Regions from separate parts of the Sus scrofa genome. Here all the other regions are linked to region 1. Evidence: chromatin contacts called from public Hi-C and HiChIP or PLAC-seq data. All regions are on one chromosome and are shown on one strand. The core of a region is the stretch at or near the end of the contact, and the rest is flanking DNA. Distances in the headings are between cores, read along the strand shown. Region 1 holds the start of HSCB (iron-sulfur cluster co-chaperone protein HscB, mitochondrial). Region 2 holds the start of XBP1 (X-box binding protein 1). Region 3 holds the start of TTC28 (tetratricopeptide repeat protein 28).

Region 1 (3,982 bases), core at 91-2,590:
AAATCAGGGGATGAAATTCATGCATCAGATATTTACAAATTTATATACTACAGGCCTGGTTCCTGTTCTCTTGGAGGATGGCACAATAAACATGTGGACAGAGCTCTTTCAAAAAATGGTAGGCACTGCAAATAAAAACAGAATAGGGTCAGAGAATGGTAGAGGTGGTGGACAAAGAGATGTTATTTGGGCTGAAACGTGAATGATAATGAATATTCAAAGATCAGAGGAAGGCTCATTCAGGCACAGGGAACATGCAAAGGAAGGCCCTGAAGTGGGAACAAGATTGGCAAACTTGAGCAACTTAAAGGGTAGTGTTAGTGCAGCCCAACATCAGTGTCAGTGACTGGTGGGGCCAGATCCCACACTTAAGGGGAAGAGGCATTCCTGAATTCCATACTTCTTTTTCTAAGGCCAGGTCCCTTCATCTCTGTCTCACTTTAATCCCCTTTCTCTTTCCATTCCCAGAGCTGCCTGTCCTAGCTCCGCCCAAACTTCACGCACCTCTCCAAGCTCCTCAAACTTCGGAGGTAAAGTTTTTTCCTCTTTCCAATTTCTCAGATCTTCCAATTCTCACTTTTCCCTTAGACTCTGCCTTAATGCCCACAGCATTAAGTTTTTTCCTGCTATTACGCTTTTGCTTTGGATAACAACTTAGTACTTCTTCTTAAAAGTCTCAACCCAAGTTTAAGCGTTCTGAACCTAATTCCTCAAGTCACCACCCTCCAGGGCCTCGCAAGCACCCTTCCCTCAGTCCTGACTCTCAACTTCCCTTCCACTCAGATCCTGCCCCTTAAGACTCCCTCCAAGGCAGCCTCCAAACCTCAGTTTCCCCTAACCATACTCCCCGCCCCCAGTCCTCGCTCCACACTCCATCCCTTGAAACATCGTTGCTCAGGTCCGCCCCTCAACTTCCTCTCTGGACACATCCTACCCACCACTCCCCCAGGCCCCACCCCCAGTCCCTGTGCTCTAGGGCTCCGCCCACCTAGGTAACTGGTCCCACTTTCTCCTTCCCTCTCCTCCCCTCTCACTCGCCCAGACGCGTTTCCCTAAACTACCTCCCGTACCAGTCCATGAGGCTGAAGTAGTCTCGAGCGGGGTCAGGTGGCTGCAGCGCACGGCACTGAGGGCAGAAGAACTGGTCTCCTCGCAGGGGGCCCCCTAGGCCGCCGCAGTTCCAACACCGGGGGGAGTTGCTTCCTGCCAGCGACACAACATTGCAGTTTAGCAGTCCTCTCCAGAGGAGGCCTGTTGGCCACAGCCTTGACAACCGGAGCAAGGCCCCAGTCCTTCCGCCCCACATCTGGCTGGCGGCCTGCCTCCCAGCGGTCACCTGTTGCGGGGGAGAGAATGCCCCCCTAGACTAGTGCTATTGATTGGCCGGGAGCGGAGGGGGCGGGATCAGTCAGGGGAAACCTGGATTTAGAGTTCCGCTCTACGTTTTAAACTGCAACTCCCAGAAAGCATTGAGGCTATGCGGGCTGCCACATCTGCTGTTCCTCATTGGTCCGGTGGCGGCCGAGGGTGTTTTGATTGGTTGAGGGTGGAGTTTGTATCTACGGGTTTAGCGCCACTCCGCTGACTGCAGCTGCTCTGAGCGTGCAGTTTGGGTGGGCTCACGCGGTGAGTCATAGTGGGGAACTTCTCTTGGGTCTTTGAGGGTTCAAATCCTGTCCCCAGGGTCTTATTGCGCGTTGAATTTCCCGAGCTTCCGTTTTGTCTTGTATTTGAGCTTGAGGAATGGGGGAGAGGAAGGCGTGGGCAACCCTTTTCCTCCTTCTTCTTTTTTTTTTTTTTTTTTTTTGTCTTTTGTCCTTTTAGGGTCATATGGAGGTTCCCAGGCTAGGGGTCCAATCGGAGCTGTAGCTGCCTGCCTACACCACAGCCAACACCACACACCAACGCTGGATCCCAGCTTCATCTGCGACGTACACCGCGGGATCCTTAACCCGCTGAGCAAGGCCCCTCGTCCTCGTGGATACTAGTTGGGTTCGTTAACCACTGAGCCACTCCGGGAACTCCACTCTCTTCCTTCTTTGTAGGTAAACTTCGAGGTCTTGTTACTTAAAGCTGAAACTGGCCAGGACCTACAGGATAAGAAAGAACAAAGTTGTGCTCTTGAAAATCAGAGCAAAGTTGCTTTGTAAAGAGTTTTTATAGGTCTTAGCAATCATTTCCATACCAATCTTCAATCTGGAAAGTAGTTGAAAACCCATTCTTTGCTAGGCGCTGCAGGAACTTTAAATACACAGACTTGGGTAGGAGGATGTTCTACGAGTGTCCATAAAGAAGTATGGGGGATGGGTGGCGATGTGAGGGTAAGAGGACACCAATCTTACTTGGGACTTAGTTTCTCTATTTGAAAAAAAAAATGTTGCACTTGTAAGGTCTTTTCCTGCTTTCATAGTTTTTGGGCCTGGAACTCGCAATTATCAAGCTTTACTGAGGGGGTTTGGAGGGAGGAACATTAATGCATCACCTCATTTGATTCTCAAGCTCTATCTACTTTTTTGGGTTCATAGAGGTTGTGATCTACCTAAAGGTCATGGGGAGAGTTGACTTCAACATCTGATTTAACCCCAGACCTGTTTGCTTCTAACCTCTTCACAATACTTTTTATTCATGGAGGAGTCCAGTGTGGTCCTCGTCTGGTGGACCCTTACTTATCATGAGCTATTACAGCAGCTACCTTTCACACACCGTCTTTTGCCAGTTTTCAGGGTAGAGAAGTCTTGCTCAAAAAGCTGCAGGAGGACACAGCCCAGCTGAGCTTGTTATTAGAGCAGCACGCCCTGAAGTGGCAGAGAGCCCTGGAAACACCTCCCTGGTGTACTTTAAGGAAAACTCATCAGGACTATCGCTTCTGGAAAGCTGTGTAAATGCAATAATCAGTGTAAGTCATGTTTACTATATTCTCCTTGAGGGGTACCCTGAGTGTGGGGTCTGGAGAGAAAGCATTAAAAAAAAAATTGGATTAGAGATTTAAAGTTAGGAATGGGAAGTTACTTTGACTTTACCTATAGGTTCTGGTTCTGATGTTAGTTGAACTGTTCATCAGATTAATTCTACAGCTAAGGTGGGAACCTCTGTTTTGATCTCTGGCTTCTTTCAGACTTCTTTTGGGCTGGGAGGCCCTTGAGGATGCTGAAAAGATGAGCCCCATAGTTAATTAGCATCACAAAGGGCTAGGTGGAGTTGTTTAGAGAAGTCTTTGTGTTTTGCCTCATTAAGTGGCCCAGCTCTTAGTTTGGAGTCAAGGGCTCCAGAAAGAGCCACAGAACTTGGTTCCTACCCTCCAGGAGCTGGCTATGGGGAGAGGGGGCATCAATAACATTTTTCATAAACAGCCATCCCTGGGGTGGTGCAGCGAATTTCTGCATAGTTTCTCTTTGCCCATTGGCTACACCAGGCCACTTGACCTTTCCTTCCCTAGCTCAGTTTCATTGCTTTTTACTTATTTACAGCCTTCAAATAATTTGTTTCTCACAATGGTTTGTGGCTGTCAGGCAGAAAGCTACTAGGTGCAAATGATCTGATGAAAAGCTCAGCCCAGAATAATTATAGTTAGTATGTCTAGACTGTCAGAATTAACTTTTGCTTGCCCTTGATATTTTTCTTTTCTTTTCTTTTTTGACTGTTGTAATATGTCCATCCTTCACTCTTGACCTTTAAACTCACCTTTTGTTGGACACTTGTTTTCGAGGTCGTGATGTCTGGGGAGACGGATGTGGAGTGTCAGCAGTCTCATGGCAGTGCCTCCCCACAGCCCCACGCCAGCGGTGCCTGCTCACAGTCCCAAGGTGGCTTCTCGCAGTCCCACGGTCCCTTCTCACAGCCACATGGCTCCTCTTCACAGACCCAGGGCATGTCTGGCTCTTCCACCAGCACAGTGCCCACGTCCAGCCAGTCCTCTCACTCCAGCTCAGGCACCCTGAGCTCCTTAGAAACAGTGTCTACTCAGGAACTCTATTCTATTCCT
Region 2 (3,438 bases), core at 397-2,896, 49 kb before region 1:
GCTTCAAAAAAGTGAAAAAGAAAATGCCTTGTGGGGTGTTTCCTTGGGTTTCTCCATTTTAATATTCCTGTGTCTTAACTGATCTCTAGCTACAGTTTGGAGGCCTCTCTTTCACAAGGGCTGCTGCAGGCAGAAGCCCTGAACCTTTCCTCATCTTTTATACGTGGAAACATCTTATTTTCATTTAAAATAAGTAAATAATATGTATACTCAGTAGACAGTTTAGAAATTACACACACACACATATTCCTGCCACTCAGAGAGAACACCTATGATTTATTAAGCTTTCACTTAAACCTATTTTTTTTAATTTTTAAAAATATATAATGATTTTTTTTTCATTATAGCTGGTTTACAGTGTTCTGTCAATTTTCTACTATAAAGCATAGTGACCCAGTTACATATACACGTATGGGTTCTTTTTTCTCACATTATCATGCTCCATCATAAGTGACTAGACACAGTTTCCAGTGCTACAGAGCAGGATCTCATTGCTAATCCATTCCAAAGGCAATAGTCTGTATCTATTAACCAAGTTCCCAATCCATCCCACTCCCTCCCCCTCCCCCTTGGCAATGGACAAGTCTGTTCTCCACATCCATGGTTTTCTTTTCTGTGGAAAGGTTCATTTGTGCTGTGTATTAGATTTCAGATATAAGTGATATCATATGATATTTGTCTTTCTCTTTGACTTACTTCACTTAGAACTAGAGACTCTAGTTTCTTCCATGTTGCTGCAAATGGCATTATTTTGTTCTTTTTTATGGCTGAGTAGTATTCCATTGAGTATATATACCACATCTTTCTAATTCAATAAACCTAGTTTTTGTTTTGTTTTTTTAAGAGCTGCACCTGTGGCATATGAAGCTTCCAGGCTAGGGGCTGAGTCCAAGCTGCAACTATAGGCCTAAACCACAGCCACAGCAACACCAGACCCAGCTGCATCTGCAACCTACCACATAACTTGTGGCAACACACAGATCCTTAACCCACTGAGCTACAAGCAGGGATCAAACCCACATCCTCACTGGGACAACGTCCTTAACCCGCTACACCACAATGGGAACTCCTGAACCCAGTTTTAAAGTACTTGACCTCATTTCCTGAAGACTTATGTTGCAGAATGTTTTTGCAAGCATTTTTCTAACCCAAGGCCCAATTTGAACTGTCTCTCGATTTTGCACTCTGGGCCCTAAGTGGGGAATGAGATACAATTCTGTCAGACTGGGTAAAAATCTGTTAGTCTTGGTAAAAATTCGTCAGTCTGGAAATCTCCTGGTTTGAAATTCAACTCTTGTCATTCGGGGAGAAATCTATTTACTGAAGAAACTCCGTCGGGCTGCAGACTCTTCCTCACCAGCTTAGGGGCTCTCCACAACCCAGCCCTCCAGAACCCTCTACCAGCCCGCCACCCAGCGACGCCTACCGGTCAGCCGAGCGGAAAAAAAAGCCCAGCGTCCCCAGCCCAGCACCGCGGATGCCACGCTGGACGCCCTGGCACCGCCCCCTTCGGGTCCACCGGACCAATAGGCGCTGAGATATGCCTACATCACACGGAGCTGGCCAATCGTGGAGGGCCACGATCCTAGAAAGGCTGGGCGCTGGGGGGGCTGGCCCACTGGGCGGCGGCGGCGCGCACAGGCGTAGACACGCTCCAGCCATGGTGGTGGTGGCAGCTGCGCAGAGCCCGGCCGCCGGGGCCCCCAAAGTACTGCTTCTCTCCGGGAAGCCCGCCGCCGCCGCCGCCGCTGGAGCTCCGGCCGGCCGGGCTCTGCCTATCATGGTGCCGGGCCAGCGAGGGGCCAGCCCGGAGGCGGCAAGCGGGGGGCCGCCCCAGACGCGCAAGAGACAGCGCCTCACGCACCTGAGCCCCGAAGAGAAGGCGTTACGGAGGTGGGCGAGGGTCGGGGCGCGGACCCAGAGGGCTAGGGCCCGAGGTCTGAGAGCCAATCCGAAGGAGAGACAGGGGTTCTGGGCCGGGAGCTGACCTCCCGCCACGGTCGGTCTCTGACGGCCTTTTGGGTGCCAGCGCCAGCGTGGCGCGGGGCGGGGCGAGGGCAGGAAGTCTGGACCGGCCGCTCTACTGCGTTGGGTGGAGTCCAGGGCTGAGCAGGCCTTTTTTATTAAATTCTTTTCTCTCTCATTAGAGATGACCACAGCTGGGTCTGCGAGTACCTGGGTTCTGGGCCCTCTCGCTGTGTGACCACAAATCCGTTGTTAAGCTTCTCTGAATTAGGGCTGTAACATGGAGTCCATTGATTTACCTCCTTTTTGGAGGCGCACGGGTCTGAAATGACAGCTGTTGAAGGGGCTGTGAGCCTTAGAAGGCTCACTAGTCAAACTCAGTCTCTGCGTCCTTAAAATGATATTTGCCTCCTGAGGTCGTTGGGGAAATAGAGAAATATCTAGTACTTAGTCCTCCTTAAATATTAGTTCTTCTATGATCTGTTTGCTTTTTGTGATTTATTAAGTGCTTCTCGAGCCGACCGGCCTCAGCACCAGGGCAAAAATCGCCTCAGCCTTTCACCCGTCTGAGCTGTTTGCTGAGGGAGCGTTTATGTCAGCGGCATTGCAACCCACATTAGATTTAATCAGTCCGGGTTGGATCCTGTTCGAGGGAGTCGGGAAGCAGCAGCAGAGTAGAAAGGGGAGGAGGAGATATCTCATGACGCTGTGTGTCCAGCCTCAGTGCTGTGGCCGGGATAAGACTGAGGTGGATGACGCAATATGGGGGAGAATAAAGCAGGTTTTCAAGCTAGATCCACAGAAGGCTAATTTTTCGGTTTTGTTTCTTTGAAGGGTGAAGTCTGAAGTGTATTTTACCATTAGTCTGCCTTATGCTATAAGTTAAAAATGAAAGCACCAGCTGGCCAGGTTTTCAAATAAAGCTATGAATAAGGTTTAAGATGAGTCAGTGTGGTATCTCTTTCTGTCCTCAGGAAACTGAAAAACAGAGTAGCAGCTCAGACTGCCAGAGACCGAAAGAAAGCTCGAATGAGTGAGCTGGAGCAACAAGTGGTAGATTTGGAAGAAGAGGTAAAAATACTTAAGATCAAATTCTTATCTTTTATCCATTGTGTGTATCTTCCCTTGGTGAATGGTCTCTTATTTGCAATAATGCCTTGAGTTGTTTCATCCCCTTTAGAATACAAGTGGATGTATAATTAAAACTTAAACTAATCTAAGTGAGGGTAGATAGGTAATTGATTAAGTGTGAAGCTTGAGGAGAGCAGAGTAATGGACTCTAGCATTTGGTGCTATATTTAAGAGTTGGTGGATTACATTACATTAGTCTTTTATCAGTTAGTACTAAGTAGTAAAAGCAAATAGGAAATCATTACCTAAACTTGAGACCTTTCCTGTCTTGGCCAAAAGTCCACCAAGGGTTCCTTTCCCCTTTTAGGGTCCATTTGTTACCTAAACTTAAATTGTTGTCAG
Region 3 (3,563 bases), core at 151-2,650, 42 kb after region 1:
ACCCCTGGATACTCTTTTTCTTTTCTTTTTTTTTTTAAGTAGGGAAAACATTCTCTGCTGTTGTTTTTGTGCCAGCTTTAGGGTTTTCAGAGAGGTTTGGGGCAGAGAATGGAAAGTGAAGATGTGGGAAGTAACAATCTATCCAGCCCCACAGCTGAGTGAACCCCCTCCCAGCTAATTATACCACAGGATTTGGGAGCAGAGCCCCCTTCATTAAACTTTCAGGAGTCTTGGAAGGATAGGGCTGGAATTACACCATCGAAGCTTGGAGAGTTTGGTGTGTGCCAGGCATTGTGCTCAGAGACCTTATGTGCCTCATCTGAGAGCTCACCTCAAGCCTGTGAGGTATTACTACAACTCCTCCCTTTGTACTTTGTAGACTCAGAGATCAGGGCTCTCTGGCTCTGTCAAGTCACCTGCTCCCAGTTTATGAGTGGTGGAGGCAAGACTTGAACCGAAAATTTCTCTTTTCAAGAGGCCGTTCCCCCCCCACCCCCGCCCCGGTCTTTTTAGGGCCGCACTCATGGCCTATGGAAGTTCGCAGGCTAGGGGTTGAATTGGAGCTACAGCTGCCGGCCTGCACCACAGCCACAGCAACGCCAGACTGAAGCCGTGGCTGCAGCCTACACCACGCTCACAGCAACGCCGGATCTTTAACCCACTGAATGAGGCCAGGGATCGATCCTGCCACCTCATAGTTCCTAGTTGGAATCGTTTACTGCTGCGCCACGAGGGGAACTCCAAGCCTTGGGTTTTAATCATAAAAAAAAGTTACCTAAATCTTGTCACCAGCTTACCACAATATTGACACTTTAGCTGGATTATTTTAAGTCCTCCCGATAGCACTCCTTAGTTGTCCGACTTCCTAATTAAGGAGAAAAAGGCTGCTGGAGACCTGACCTTAATCATGCAAAGGTTAGCGGAGTTGCAGGACTTGAACTCGAGTTCCCCATTGCGTCTGGCTTCCCGGGGATATGAACATCATCTGTGCCACTAAGACTGGCGCACGTGTTCACACACCTCCAGGATGAGATCTCATCGCCTCAGCGGCTTCTTCACACCAGCACTTCTTGCGGGTAATTTCCTTTTGGCCCATCCTGTCGCCCCAAGCCCAAGCAGGTAAACAAAAAGCAGGAGTGCCGGGTAGCAGCTCAAGGGTTTTGCCCCGCATGGTCCGCAAGACTCCAGGCGGCAGCGCCCAGCCCAGAACCGCTAGCGCTCAGGCCTAGACTGGGCCGATGCGGAGGGCGTTGGCGCGACTCTGGGAACAGCGGATGGCTCCCGAGGGCGCGGGGAGGGGGCTAGCGAGTGCGCGCGTGCGCGGTCGGGGGGGGCCGCGGAGGCGCGCGGGGAGCGTGCGCGGCGGGGGGTGGTGTGAGCTGCCGCGGCCGCGCGCGGCACGGCGGGAACATGGCGCGCGGAGCCGGCGCGCGCGCCTAGCTGGCGGGACCGTTAGCTCGAGGCGGACGCGGCCCGGGTCCCGCGGCGATGGAGCAGTCGCTGCCGCCGGCGCCTGAGCCCATTCCGGGGTCAACCCTGGTACGGAGCCAAAGGCACCGGGAGCCCGAGTCGCCTCCGGCGCCGGCGCCGGTGAGTGTGTGAGGGGCGCGGGCCGGGAGACTTTCTTTGTGAAACTCCGTCGGTGCGAGCCGGGCCGGGCCTCCGTGGCTGAGGAGCGCCTGTAAGGCGGAAGCCGCCCCACCGTCGAGGTTCGAGCCCTGCCTCGAGCGGCTCGGCGGCGGGACCGGGTCTGCCGCCTGCCCGCCTGGGTTTCTGCGGTAGTGTGTGCGCGCGGGGTGGAGTGGGGGGCGGGGGGTTGGTATACAGTCGGCGCCTAATGAGCGCGGTGCCTTCCCCCGGCCTCTATCCCCGCGGGGCGGTGGCTGCCGGCGACCCCGGGCCCACGGGAGAGGTAGACGGCAGCGGCTGGGGGGACAGGTGTCGGCGCAGCCCCAGGAAGCTCAGGTGCAGGCAGCCTCAGGTGGAATCTAAGGGAATGAGCTGTCCGTCTTTGGAAGGGAACAAGTCCGTCAGTGGCTCAGCACAGAGTGATTTTGGATTGACTTACATCCACCTCGGCTTCCTAGTGTGTTTTCGGTGTCTATCCCTCAGGGTGAAGGACGATGAGTGAAATTAGACTTTGGAGGTGTGGCGGGCCGCTGGATGGGATGGGATGCCCATGAGCACTGGCCTTCCAAACAGCCAGGGCAAAGGAGTAATCTGGAGCGCTTGATAAAAATACAGGCGTCACAACTCATGCCAGGCCCACGGACTCAGACTCTCCAAGGCAGAGGAACTGATTTTGAATTTTTCAAAAGCTCCAAAGTTATTGTAATCAGGCAGATTTGACAAGCACTATTTTACGGTAAGCTTCCTGCGAGCAGGGACCTCTTCTGTTTATAGCTCACCATGGCATTCTGGAACCGCGCCAGTGCTTGGCACATGGTAGATGGTTAGTAAATATTTGTAGGAAGGCTTAAAGAGTTTTCAAAATAGTTCTTGGGGATATATTCAGGACCTTTTTTGATATTAATATCTGTCAGATTTACTGCATGATGTGATTCTTCTCAGGTCCCAACTTTTGTGACTTTACAAATGCCTTGTTTTCAGTATGTTTTAGGCAAAGGCAGGCTATATATTGCTTAGTATAAACCATCAACTCTGTATACCTAGGTAAGTTAATTATGAATCAAAATTCTGAATAACAAAAATGTATTTTTTTTCTTCATCATTTGGGAACACTAGGCTTATAGGATTTTGTTCTTTTGAGGCAGGTAAATATTTACATTTTCATCAAAGCAAATCTGAATTACTGTTTATTCAGAAAATTTGGCAATTTGCTTAAACCTCTCAGTATTTATAATCTTAATGTGATTTTTTTTTCTTTTGGTCTTTTTAGGGCTACACCTGCAACATATGGAATTTCCCAGGCTAGGAGTCAAATTGGAACTGTAGCCACCTACCTATGCCACAGCCACAGCAGCGCTGGATCCTAGCCCTATCTGCAACCTATACCACAGCTCAGGGCAGTGACGAATCCTTAACCCACTGAGTGAAGCCAGGGTTTGAACCTGCATCCTCATGGATAATAGTCGGGTTCATTACCACTGGCCACAAGGGGAACTCCCTTATGTGATGTTTTGAAATTGAGATTTATGTTTAGTTCATAGTCAAGGCTAAAGTAGAATTGTTGGATTGAAAGTTATTCGATATTTCAGGGGCTGTTTTTTTTTTTTTTAAATGTTTTTTGAATTTCAGTAGATTTAATTTCAGTAGTTGTTCATGAACAAAATATGAATGTATAGGAAGACAATATTTTAGGAGTTGAGATTGCACCTGAGGAAAAAAAGTTGAAAATTAGGTGCTTTTTTCTCTCAATGTTTCTTTTTTGTAGTTTATGCAGATGTATTTTATTTTATTTTATTTTCCCACTGTACAGCAAGGGGATCAAGTTATCCTTACATGTATACATTACATTTTTTCCCCCACCCTTTGTTCTGTTGCAACATGAGTATCTAGACATAGTTCTCAATGCTACTCAGCCGGATCTCCTTGTAAATCTA

What was found. A called contact is a pair of places that touch in the nucleus more often than the background predicts. HiChIP or PLAC-seq counts read pairs in DNA pulled down with a chosen protein or histone mark.
Region 2: a Hi-C map of liver shows a contact between it and region 1, with 3 times the contacts expected there. The contact joins the promoter of XBP1 here to the promoter of HSCB in region 1. A contact is called at or near these places in 1 of 5 promoter capture datasets (liver), 6 of 47 Hi-C or Micro-C datasets (alveolar macrophages, blood, heart right ventricle and 2 more) and 2 of 2 datasets of contacts at active chromatin or transcription factors (alveolar macrophages and skeletal muscle).
Region 3: an H3K27ac HiChIP or PLAC-seq map of alveolar macrophages shows a contact between it and region 1. The contact joins the promoter of TTC28 here to the promoter of HSCB in region 1. A contact is called at or near these places in 2 of 47 Hi-C or Micro-C datasets (embryonic fibroblasts and epiblast stem cells) and 2 of 2 datasets of contacts at active chromatin or transcription factors (alveolar macrophages and skeletal muscle).

The regions. Positions count from the first base shown.
Region 1 is chr14:45,964,866-45,968,847 of Sscrofa11.1, reverse strand. HSCB (iron-sulfur cluster co-chaperone protein HscB, mitochondrial) reads right to left here and starts at 1,340. Exons shown (of 6, transcript XM_021074052.1): 1 at 1,071-1,340. The coding sequence starts at 1,306. It overlaps CHEK2 (checkpoint kinase 2), which reads left to right and starts at 2,719. Exons shown (of 15, transcript NM_001137638.1): 1 at 2,719-2,896; 2 at 3,707-3,982. The coding sequence starts at 3,713.
Region 2 is chr14:46,014,734-46,018,171 of Sscrofa11.1, reverse strand. It overlaps XBP1 (X-box binding protein 1), which reads left to right and starts at 1,646. Exons shown (of 6, transcript NM_001271738.1): 1 at 1,646-1,893; 2 at 2,940-3,036. The coding sequence starts at 1,661.
Region 3 is chr14:45,922,863-45,926,425 of Sscrofa11.1, reverse strand. It overlaps TTC28 (tetratricopeptide repeat protein 28), which reads left to right and starts at 1,400. Exons shown (of 24, transcript XM_021074051.1): 1 at 1,400-1,590. The coding sequence starts at 1,489. It also overlaps a transcript of CHEK2 not described here.